2 separate regions of the Triticum aestivum genome follow, and region 2 is linked to region 1. Evidence: chromatin contacts called from public Hi-C data. All regions are on one chromosome and are shown on one strand. Each heading gives the region's core, a stretch centred on a gene start, on an enhancer-like site or on the middle of the called end of the contact. The rest is flanking DNA. Distances are from core to core; before and after follow the strand shown.

What was found. Hi-C and Micro-C count contacts between places; a contact is called where the count stands out from the background.
Region 2: a Hi-C map of leaf shows a contact between it and region 1, with 5 times the contacts expected there. The contact joins the promoter of LOC123044333 here to the enhancer-like site in region 1. A contact is called at or near these places in 2 of 5 Hi-C or Micro-C datasets (both in leaf).

What each region holds. Positions count from the first base shown.
Region 1 is chr2B:197,884,641-197,889,584 of IWGSC CS RefSeq v2.1, reverse strand. It overlaps the pseudogene LOC123044331. Among protein-coding and RNA genes, the nearest start is that of LOC123044332, 22 kb to the left of the region's middle. Within about 2 kb of position 2,439, at least 5 of the 8 cell types and tissues checked have an H3K27ac peak or open chromatin away from gene starts, as enhancers often do. A contact at or near this core is called in leaf, where this site is marked.
Region 2 is chr2B:198,147,471-198,152,275 of IWGSC CS RefSeq v2.1, reverse strand. LOC123044333 (protein CHROMATIN REMODELING 35) reads right to left here and starts at 1,743. Exons shown (of 7, transcript XM_044467039.1): 1 at 1,625-1,743. The coding sequence starts at 1,667.

The DNA.
Region 1 (4,944 bases), core at 1,190-3,689:
AGGCAGGGGCAAAATGTCCAATAAACGCCCCGTTGATGGTCAAACCCCTTTGACTGGACAGAAACAGAACGGAAGGGCATTTCTGTAAGGTCACTTAACGAGAGAGGGGCAAATTTGAGTATGCTTCGAAATTAGGGGTAAATCTGAGTAGTGGGTTTGAGTTAGGGGCACAGATGTAAATGGTCCGAAACAATATATCTGCATGATGAACAAGAACAACATCTTTGACCTAGGATAATTATCTATTGAAAAAGCTAAGGAATGCATAATTTACAGTTTGCTCGAAAGTTTTGATCACCTGTTGCTCTTTGATCTGACCCAATCAATACGTTTGATACTGAAGGTTTAAACGTGACTTTTCCCTCATCTGGGTGATCTGGGTGTTTGGTTGGTGACCATATTTTTCAGCGGATATGCCAGAAGGGAGTTGTAAGCGTCCAACACCCCCGATCGAGGCCCAAGCACACGCCGACTTTAGGTTCGAACAGACGACTTTGAGCAGATTTGCAAGTCTCAGTTCAAACGCTGGTATATCCCGTGAACTTTTACTCTTAACCATTTATCTGCAGCCGCAATGGCAGGGTGATATCTTGTTATATCCCGTAAACTGGAGGAGTCCTTCGCTCCAACACCTGGTTTTGCCGTTGCCGCCTCCATTTTAATGCAGGCAATGCCGTTCAAACGCCGTATCTAAGATCGACTAAGATAAGAGTGACACAAAACAAAACGAAGAGTCCCATGTTGATGCGATCGACCAGTGCTGTTCAAACGCCCTATCTCGTCCCCATTCCCTCCTATAAAATGGCCGTCATGCACCCCGTTGGTTCTTCGCACCACAGACCGCAAACCCAGTAGCCGACCGTAAACCTCCGCGCAGCGCATGCACGAGATGGCGCCATCCAAGCCCGCCGCCGCCCTGCTCCTCGCCTTGGCCGTCCTGCTCGCGGCCGCGCAGCCGTCTTCCGCCATCAGAGTCAAGCCCGCGTGCGCCCCGATTGTTAAGCCATCGCCACCTCCCCCCGCAGCTTCCCCACCGCCGCCGCCGACCCCGGTGATCAGCAACCCACCCCCATCTGTCCCGTCTGTCCCAGCTTCCCCGCCGCCACCGAGCCCAGTGATCAGCAACCCACCGCCATCCGTCCCTGCTTCCCCGCCGCCGCCGAGCCCAGTGATCAGCAACCCAACCCCATCCGTCCCTGCTTCTCCACCGCCGGCCACCCCACCACCAGCCCCGGCCTCGCCCGCTACCCCGCCGTCCCAGCCCACGGAGTGCCTGACGCCGTTGATGGGACTGACGCCATGCATGGGCTACCTGACCAACACCAGCGTGGCGACGCCCCCGGCCGCGTGCTGCGGCGCCTTCAAGTCCCTGGTGGACAACGCCCCCATCTGCCTCTGCCACGGCCTGAACGGCGACATCAACAAGATCATGCCCGCCCCCATGGACTTCATGCGCATGATGTCCCTCCCGGGAAACTGCGCCGTCCCGCTGCCAATGCAGACGCTTGCACAGTGCGCCAGTAAGTCATCGTAGCCGATCTTCACTACTGTATTATGTTTCTATTTTTGGCATTGTTATTTTGTGAATTACCTGCATGACCGGAGGAAGATTGAATTTTTGTCGATGTTATGACAGCGGCGCCGGTGCCACCACTGGACCCTCCTACCGCTCCAGCAGCCCCATCTCCAAGTAACTACCGTTTCCTTCGGAAATTCTGCCTTCACTAAATAATAATTTGGCCATGCTAGCTAGTGTTAATTTGTCGTATGATCCACAGTCTGACACGTGTTTTTTTTCTCTCTATCCTTTGCAGAGCCATGACTGTAGAAGCAAGATGATCCATCGATATGAAGTCCGATCAAGATGATGAATTAGTTGTCAACCACATACTCCACTAGTTTCGGTATAGTTAGGGATAAGATATATTTATCTTAGGTTAGTGTTTTATACTATGTTGTGTGCTGGCGATTTAGATCTACAAAGTACCTATTCTGTAGGAGAATTCTTTTCTTTTCATCACTGTATATATGCGGTGATCAATATTAGTCCATACGTGCATCGCGAATTCGTAAGTGTCTATATGCATGTGCTTTACGGGTGCCCCTGCGTGTTGGATCAGCTCTTGATTCAAATCATTTCTTCCTCTTTCAGTTTCAGGAGCTTGTGAATCTGCAGGGTACGCGCGTATTTTTTCTCTCTCTGCATTGCAGGCTACGAACGCACTGTGAGGTGCTAGAGCCCATGTTTTTTTTCTTTTCTTTGAGGTGGATGCTAGAGCCCACGTGTGTTGTGTGCTGTTCCTCGATGAGGCCCGCTATGATACGTGGGCTTTTTACCAGGCCAGCATAGCCTGCCGGGTCTCTTGCTGGGAGCGTGCAAGCGGGCGACGATGGTGGCGAGCAACGCAGCGCGCGAGCGAAAGCGATTGACGGACGCGGTACGGTTGCGGTTGCCAGTTGCCGAGTTGGCCACTTGGAGAGACCAAGTGGGCACCTGCCGTCCACTTGGCTGATAGGATTTCATCAACCGCAGCGAGCAGCCTGCCACGGTGTCTCCTGTGCCAACGCGTGCGCATTCTTGATTCTGTCGGCCGCTGCGGCGGGGTTTCTAGGTGCGGTTGCCGTATGGTGAATTCTGTGGAATAGAGTACTACAAGAGCAATGGAATTTGCAATGGTTTGAGTTTGAAAATGAGACGCACTCGAGATAGAATGATTTGTTAGGATTTCTCCAAAAATCCACTGCAATGCTCTGTATGCGTTTCACTTGGTTATATTAAGAGTATGTGTAACGCCCCCTCCCTCGACGTTAGTGGTTAATTAAGGCACCGATAGCCCAAAAAATCAGCGCCCGTTGCATCAAACGGTTTGAGAAAGGGCCAAGCACCCACCGCCTTATCCTGCATCGATGTCGTGCCTGACTCCATAATCCAATAGATGGTGTACGGAATCTATCCTATCGTAGCTGTTAGCGCCACGCGTAAGGCATGCCCTAATACCGTGGCTATTTCTTATCAAAGACGTGTGCTTCATTATATTCCTACTTAATGCAGATTTATCTTTAGGGATAGAGTTTGCGATAGTAGCGTGAATGTAGTTAAAGAAAATTGTTCACGGGCTGATGAAGCTATATCTGGGAGTCGGATGATATCGAGGAAAAACCACTAAGCTGTTTTTATGAGTGTGGAAATTACCAAGCTAATAAAAGTAAATAAATGAACCCCCTGCAGAAATTAATAAAAATTGATGAAAACGGCGAAAGAAAACATGCAAGAACTCATCCATCCCCGAATGACCACACGAAAATCGTCTGCTTCCTCTCGGGTCGGTCCAATCTCAGCCCTCCATCCACCGGCCGAACGATCCGGGCCGTCGAAAGCCAGTCTCCACTCCCCCGCAGCCGCCAGACTTTTTCTCCCCTCCGCCCTCCCCCGTCCCTTTCCTCTTCATCCCCGATCCCTTCCTTCCGCACGCCGCTCTCAAGCTCCTGCCCTACCCGACCTCCAATCCCACCCAATGCGGCTCTAAAAATATCTCACTCGCTCCGCCACCGCCGACCCCCAGACCTACCGCCGCGCCGTAGCTCGGCGCCGCCGCCGACGGCTCTCGCGCTCCCCGCCGCCGCGGCCGCCGTCGCCGTCCCCGTTCTACCCCGTCGCGTCCCTGCTGTTCCCACCCCGTCCGCGGCCTTGGGCGGTAGCTTTCGAGGTATGAGCTTTCTAGTCATCCGATGATCACCTCATCGGGATTAGCTTCGAGAAATTTCGGGTGTGCGCCCCGCGCATCACCTAGATCCGTCCCCCGGTGCCGGAGCGGTTAGCTGTCTCGTAGCTGCCGAGGGCGGATTAACCTCTATCTGATCTGTTATAGCAGTTAGTAAGTAAGTAGCGATTGAATGGAATGCTCTTCATGTGACTGAATTGCTAAATCCAAGCAGGAAAAGAGGCGGGGTCGCATGGGGAGGTAGGCGTCGGTCGATACTGGAGTGATTTTGGCTGCCGGAAATGGTGCTGGTGGTGAAGCAGCACCGCTGCACGCACTCGGCTTCCTGCTCCTGCACCAAGGGCCACCTCAGCGAGGACGCGCTGTTCCTTGTCTTCCGCCACATGAACTGGAACCCCAGGCTGATCGCCAACCTCTCCTGCGTCTGCAAGTGGTTCGACGAGGTCGCCAAGCAGGTGCTGTGGAAGGAGTTCTGCCATGCCAGGGCGCCCAAGATGATGCTAGATCTGCATTCCGACGGCAGCCACATTGTCGACGGCAACTGGAAGGCGCTCGGAAAGCTGCTGATCTACTGCAATGGCTGCACAAAGGGGGGCTTGTTCGGGAACATCCATGTCCCCGGCCACTTTGTGTTCAGGACGCGCTTTTCAAGGACCGCAGGCAAGAGCTTCCTGCCTCTGCAGTGTAGGATGGATGTCTTGTATGTGTCCGATCCGTGCGAACATCTCGACCAGGGGGAAGAAGGCGACCTGGGTTTTTTCCGTGGCATCTTCAAGTCGTTTGCCACTTCAAGGGTCAAGAAGATCCTGATTGAGAAGCAGGCTAGGTTCCATCCAATGGAGGTTTGCCCCTATTGCAAGGCTAAGCTATGGAACATGCTGCATGCTGATATGATGCCGGCTAGTGCTTCCGCCAGGCTGGGTGCTTACGATGATTCCGTGGAGTACTTTGTATGCCTGAATGGACATGTCATTGGATTGGGAACCCTGTTACCTCTCTCGGATTCTGAGGAGGCACCGGAGGAGTAATCATCAGGAACATTGATCAGGTGATGATATGCTATGTTTTCTTGGTTCCTGTCATTAGTTTAATTTCCAAAGTGCAGCTTAGCTTTATCTTCAAAGGTTGATTTTCTATTGCTTACTTGTGAAGATAATCAGATAGATTTCTTTATGATATCTGTTGGTATACAGACTGATAGCTTTTAATTTATGAAGATGCA
Region 2 (4,805 bases), core at 494-2,993, 260 kb before region 1:
TTGTAGTTAACCTATAAAAACAACCTTCCCAAACACCATGGTCACCACTCTCTTCTCCAATCTTCCATGGACCTAAACCATGGAGCTTTGACTAAGAGTGTTCCACTCCTTAATTCTCTTCCAACTCTGTTTATGATGATTCTTTATGGACCTAAACCATGGAGCTTGGCACTCACTCCTTTGTCTTTGCTGAATGGTCACACCGGATCGAGACCGTGGCAGTGCCGGCGCGAGAACTTCACGCCAGACTTGACCTTGGGCACACACGAGCACACTGGCCGAGGTCAATATCCTTGGCATTGACAGCCGCTGAGGGTGTACCCAGCTAGGCTTTGCCAGTGGCAGATGCAGAGTGGCCACAAAGGGTGTCAGGTGCCCACACCAATGAGCAAGCCGAGCAGGGTGTCGAGCAACACGACGAGCATGATGGAAAAAGGAAGTAGGAAGTATAAGAGTGCAGGAGACATGGGATAAGTGGAGACTAGGATGCGGGAACGTGTGCCTGTAATCGTGGTGTCATGACAGGAGGGTTCAGAAATTGTGGTGCAAAACTAAGCTTGCACCTTCTTTCACTGAAAAACGGAAAAAGAAAATCTACGCCGTGATTTCAGGAACAGAGGATGCATAAAGCTAGTAGCCATACACTAGCAAAAACATCTACAGTATGCATTAGTACAAACTCAGAAACTGTTCTTTGCTTCTATCATGCTCAGAATGCCCAGCCAAAAGAGCGACTAAAGAAAAGAAGAACACAACAAGGCAAATAACCCAAACTTCAATGTCAAATGGATGGATTTAGTGGCAATCAACCTCTCCCCTCACCTTGGCTCTCAAGCTAAACAAAAGAAGTCCAAAAAAACAGCTCCAAAACAGGCTTAAAATGGTACTTGCAGAGCTCCCCTCCCCTCACACACATACACCGTGACTGTTCAAAAAATAAAAAACAATACAAACTATAAGCATACACCATTCTCTATGGTTTGGCACAACAGGGAAGCATCGATTTAGGGTGCATGACACGTACAGGAAATGGAAACTGAGTTTCCTTGAGTTGTGTTTCAGTAAACTATTACAGTGGTATTTCCTCCGACTAAAAAAACACTGGCAGGAACTTCGCTCGATTCAAGCAGGAGAGGACAAAGAGTTGCCATCCAGCACGGGGAACATTTCTAGTGAGCATTTGCGCTCCAAACATGTGAAGCGCAAACTAGTCAACCCAAATATTAAATCCCTTCTATTTATATAAATAAGACATTAAATCCCTTTCGTTTTTTTGGAATTATATAAATAAGATATTAAATCCCTTTCGTAACTGACCCCTTTTTTGTTGTCCAGACTTGGAGCAAAAGTGACCCCGTGAAAAATGGTGGTACGCAATCTTCTCAGCCCCGTCCAACCCTGACAGAATCCCGGACCGCCATGAATCCCAATCCACCCAGGCCAACCCATCTTCCCACCAACGCGAACGCAAATGCAGCACTGACCCTATTTATGCCAACGCGAAAGCCCCGCCGGTCGCGCGCGAGGCCAGACCCGATACCACCGGCGTAGACGTAGCAGAAAACCCGCCACGGTGGGATCACGTCACGTCCAGGGAGGGGAGGAGGGGGAGGAGGATGCTCACCAGAGGGCGCCGCTGGGGGCTCCTCGCCGGGGGCGACGTCCATGGCCGCTGACGGCGGCGAAGCGCGGCGCGGCGTGGTTTTTGGAGCGGGGCGGAGGGGGGGGGGGGGGGGGGGGGGGGGGGGAGAGGACTGGGAAAGCGGCGGGTGGCGCCACTGTCTCCTTGCTCGGCCGCATTGGTTTCCCCGTTGCATAAAAAGGTTCAGTTGGATGGGGCGCACATTCGGTGAGGAGTGTACTGCGCGCCCTGACTTTGGTGGCTGATACGTGGGGCCTGCCACCTGGCGGGTCCACATGTCAGTTACCAACAGTCACTTTCAGTGAGTGAGAAGATCTCAGCATAGTTGGATGGTTAGGTGGGTGGTCCATCATGGATTTAACCTCAGTAATATAGGATATTATTTATTGCGAGGCGACGTTTCTGTCGACATCGAGGTGCCAGCGGTGATTCCGTGGGTAGTGGAGAGTCGTGTTTTGATGGTTTACTGTCTCATTAATGCGGATTATTTTTTTATTGAAAGGCGACGTTTTGGCGATTTACTGTCGTATTAACGTGGATTTTCTTTTATTGTGAGGCAGCATTTTGTTGACAATGAGGTGCGAGTAGTGATTTCATTGATCTTAAATCTCCACGACTCCAATCTCGCGTTTTGATGATTTGATGTCTCGTCAATGCATTTTTTATCATGATCTATAGTATTAAAGCTCCGTGATTATAGTCTTTAGTAGTAGTTTTGTGTGTCTATATATTGTACTTAGTGTTTCTTAAAAAGGTGCAACGGTACTTGGGGATGGATGGGATGGATGCCATTGCACTTCGTGTGATCAACCATCTCTTGCGCACTTATGGTCCTAAGACAACGATAGGTTTAGATCATAGGTTAAGAAAATGGACTGCTAACTAAACCGGTGAGGCTATTGGTTTGGGTTTCACAAGCTGTTGTAAGGGCATATTTCTTCTTAAGTAGTTTTGATGATTAATGACAATGCTTTTGCGGATTATTGTGCTTTCAGCATTTCAGATATCTCCTGTGTTGGCACAAGACGGTTCGATGCCCCTCGGAGTCTAGTGAAGACGATGTTTTTCTACGTTTCCCTTTGGTGGATTTGAGTCGTAGGGAAACCGTACTATTAAGAGGGGGTCTGTTTCGGAAAGGTTAGGGTGGGATCATCAAGTACACATTTGTTCCTTTGCACCACCTTTCCCCTTGCCTTCTTGGAGCACCGTTCTGTTATCCGTGTCTTTGCAAAATGACGACTCCAAGTGGTAGTGTACTGTAGCATACGGTAGTACTGCTCAAGGGAGCAGTAGTACCGCAGAGGCTCACGGTAGTACCCTTTGGGGATGCAGTAGTACTGCACCTCCTCGCGGTAGTACCGTGACTTCAGGCCCAGTACTGTTACCCGCGCGAAAGTAGGGGCGGATGTAATTTTTTACATGTGCGCCCTATGCGGTAGTACCGCTCCCTAGATGTGGTAGTACTGTGTCGGATTTTTGCACCGATCTAAACTCAGCGGAAGTAGTCACAGATGTAATTGTATTCATCCGTGCCTTCCCAGCCCAGTCAAACCCTGCCTTGCGGTAGTACCGCAAGGGCGCACGATAATACCGCTCTGGTGGTTCTACTGCTCGCAGCGTCAACGCAAAAGGGCCTCCTCTGGTGTCTACCGTGGGTGCGGTAGTATCGCACCGCCTTGCGGTAGTACCGCAACCCCTTGCGGTAGTACCGCTTGTCTGGTGTGGTAGTACCGCAAGTCGCGGGCTGGTTAAGTGGATAACAGTTGGATTCGTCCCTTGACTATAAAAGGGGAGTCTTCTTCTCCGAGTTGACTACCTCTTCCACCTCCAAGCTCCATTGATGCTCTAAGCTCCATTTTCGCCCGATCTCTCTCCCTAGCCAATCAAACTTGTTGATTCTCTAGGGATTGGTTGAGAAGGCCTCAATCTACACTTCCACCAAGAGAAATTTGATTCCCCCACTAATCCCTTGCAGATCTTGTTACTCTTGGGTGTTTGAGCACCCTAGACGGTTGAGGTCACCGTGGAGCCATAGTCCATTATGGTGAAGCTTCATGGTGTCGTTGGGAGCCTTCAATTAAATTGTGGAGATTGCCCCAACCTTGTTTGTAAAGGTTCGGTCGCCGCCTTCAAGGGCACCAATAATGGAATCACGATATCTCGCATTGTGTGAGGGCGTGAGGAGAATATGGTGGCCCTAGTGGCTTCTTGGGGAGCATTGTGCCTCCACAGCGCTCCAATGGAGACGTACTTCTCCTCAAAAGGAAGGAACTTCAGTAACACATCCTCGTCTCCTTCGGTTCCACTTTTGGTTATCTCTCACCTTTACTTGTGCAAGCTATATTGTGTTATATCCTTTGCTTGCTTGTGTGCTTATTGTTGTTGCATCATATAGGTTGCTTACCTAGTTGCATTTCTAGACAACCTACTTTGAGCGAAGTTTAATTTGATAAAGAAAAGCTAAAAATTGTTAGTTGCCTATTCACCCCCCTCTAGTGAACTATATCGATCCTTTCAATTGGTATCAGAGCCTCGTCTCTTTATTAAGGACTTTACCGTCCAAAGAGTATGGTTGACACCATAGGCGGTGAGGAGGAGCACTCCGATGTGAATCCATCTTCGTCTACGGCTGATGGGGGATCCCCGTTCTCACGTGAGGAATTCAATGTGGTTTGGACACATTGAAAACCTCCATGACGACCAAGGTCAAAGGCATGTTCAAAGAGTTTTTTAATGGCCTTAAATTATCCACCGCACCCTTGGAAGTGGCCGCTCCCACTAACAAGGTGGCGGATGCTAACTCCGATAAGGGGGAAGCTTCTTGTGATAAAGTTCCTTTATCTAGTGGTAGAAATGGTAGCGGCATCTTTGCCCATGTTGAACCCCCACTTACTTATGGAGGACCGATTCCCTCCACTCATTTGAATCATGTTGGTCCTCCTTCTAAGATTGTGAAAAATGGGGATTTTGACTCTTGGGTCTATCACTTTAAACGTCATTTAAACCATGTTAATACTAATCTTTGGAGAATTATTGAGCAAGGTTTCTATCCGCATGACCCAAGCAACTTCACCCCGAGAGAAGCCGCAGGCCATCAATTCAACGAGAATGCTCTCTTCATCATCCAAGATGCAATTCCATCTGAAGATATTGCACATCTCCG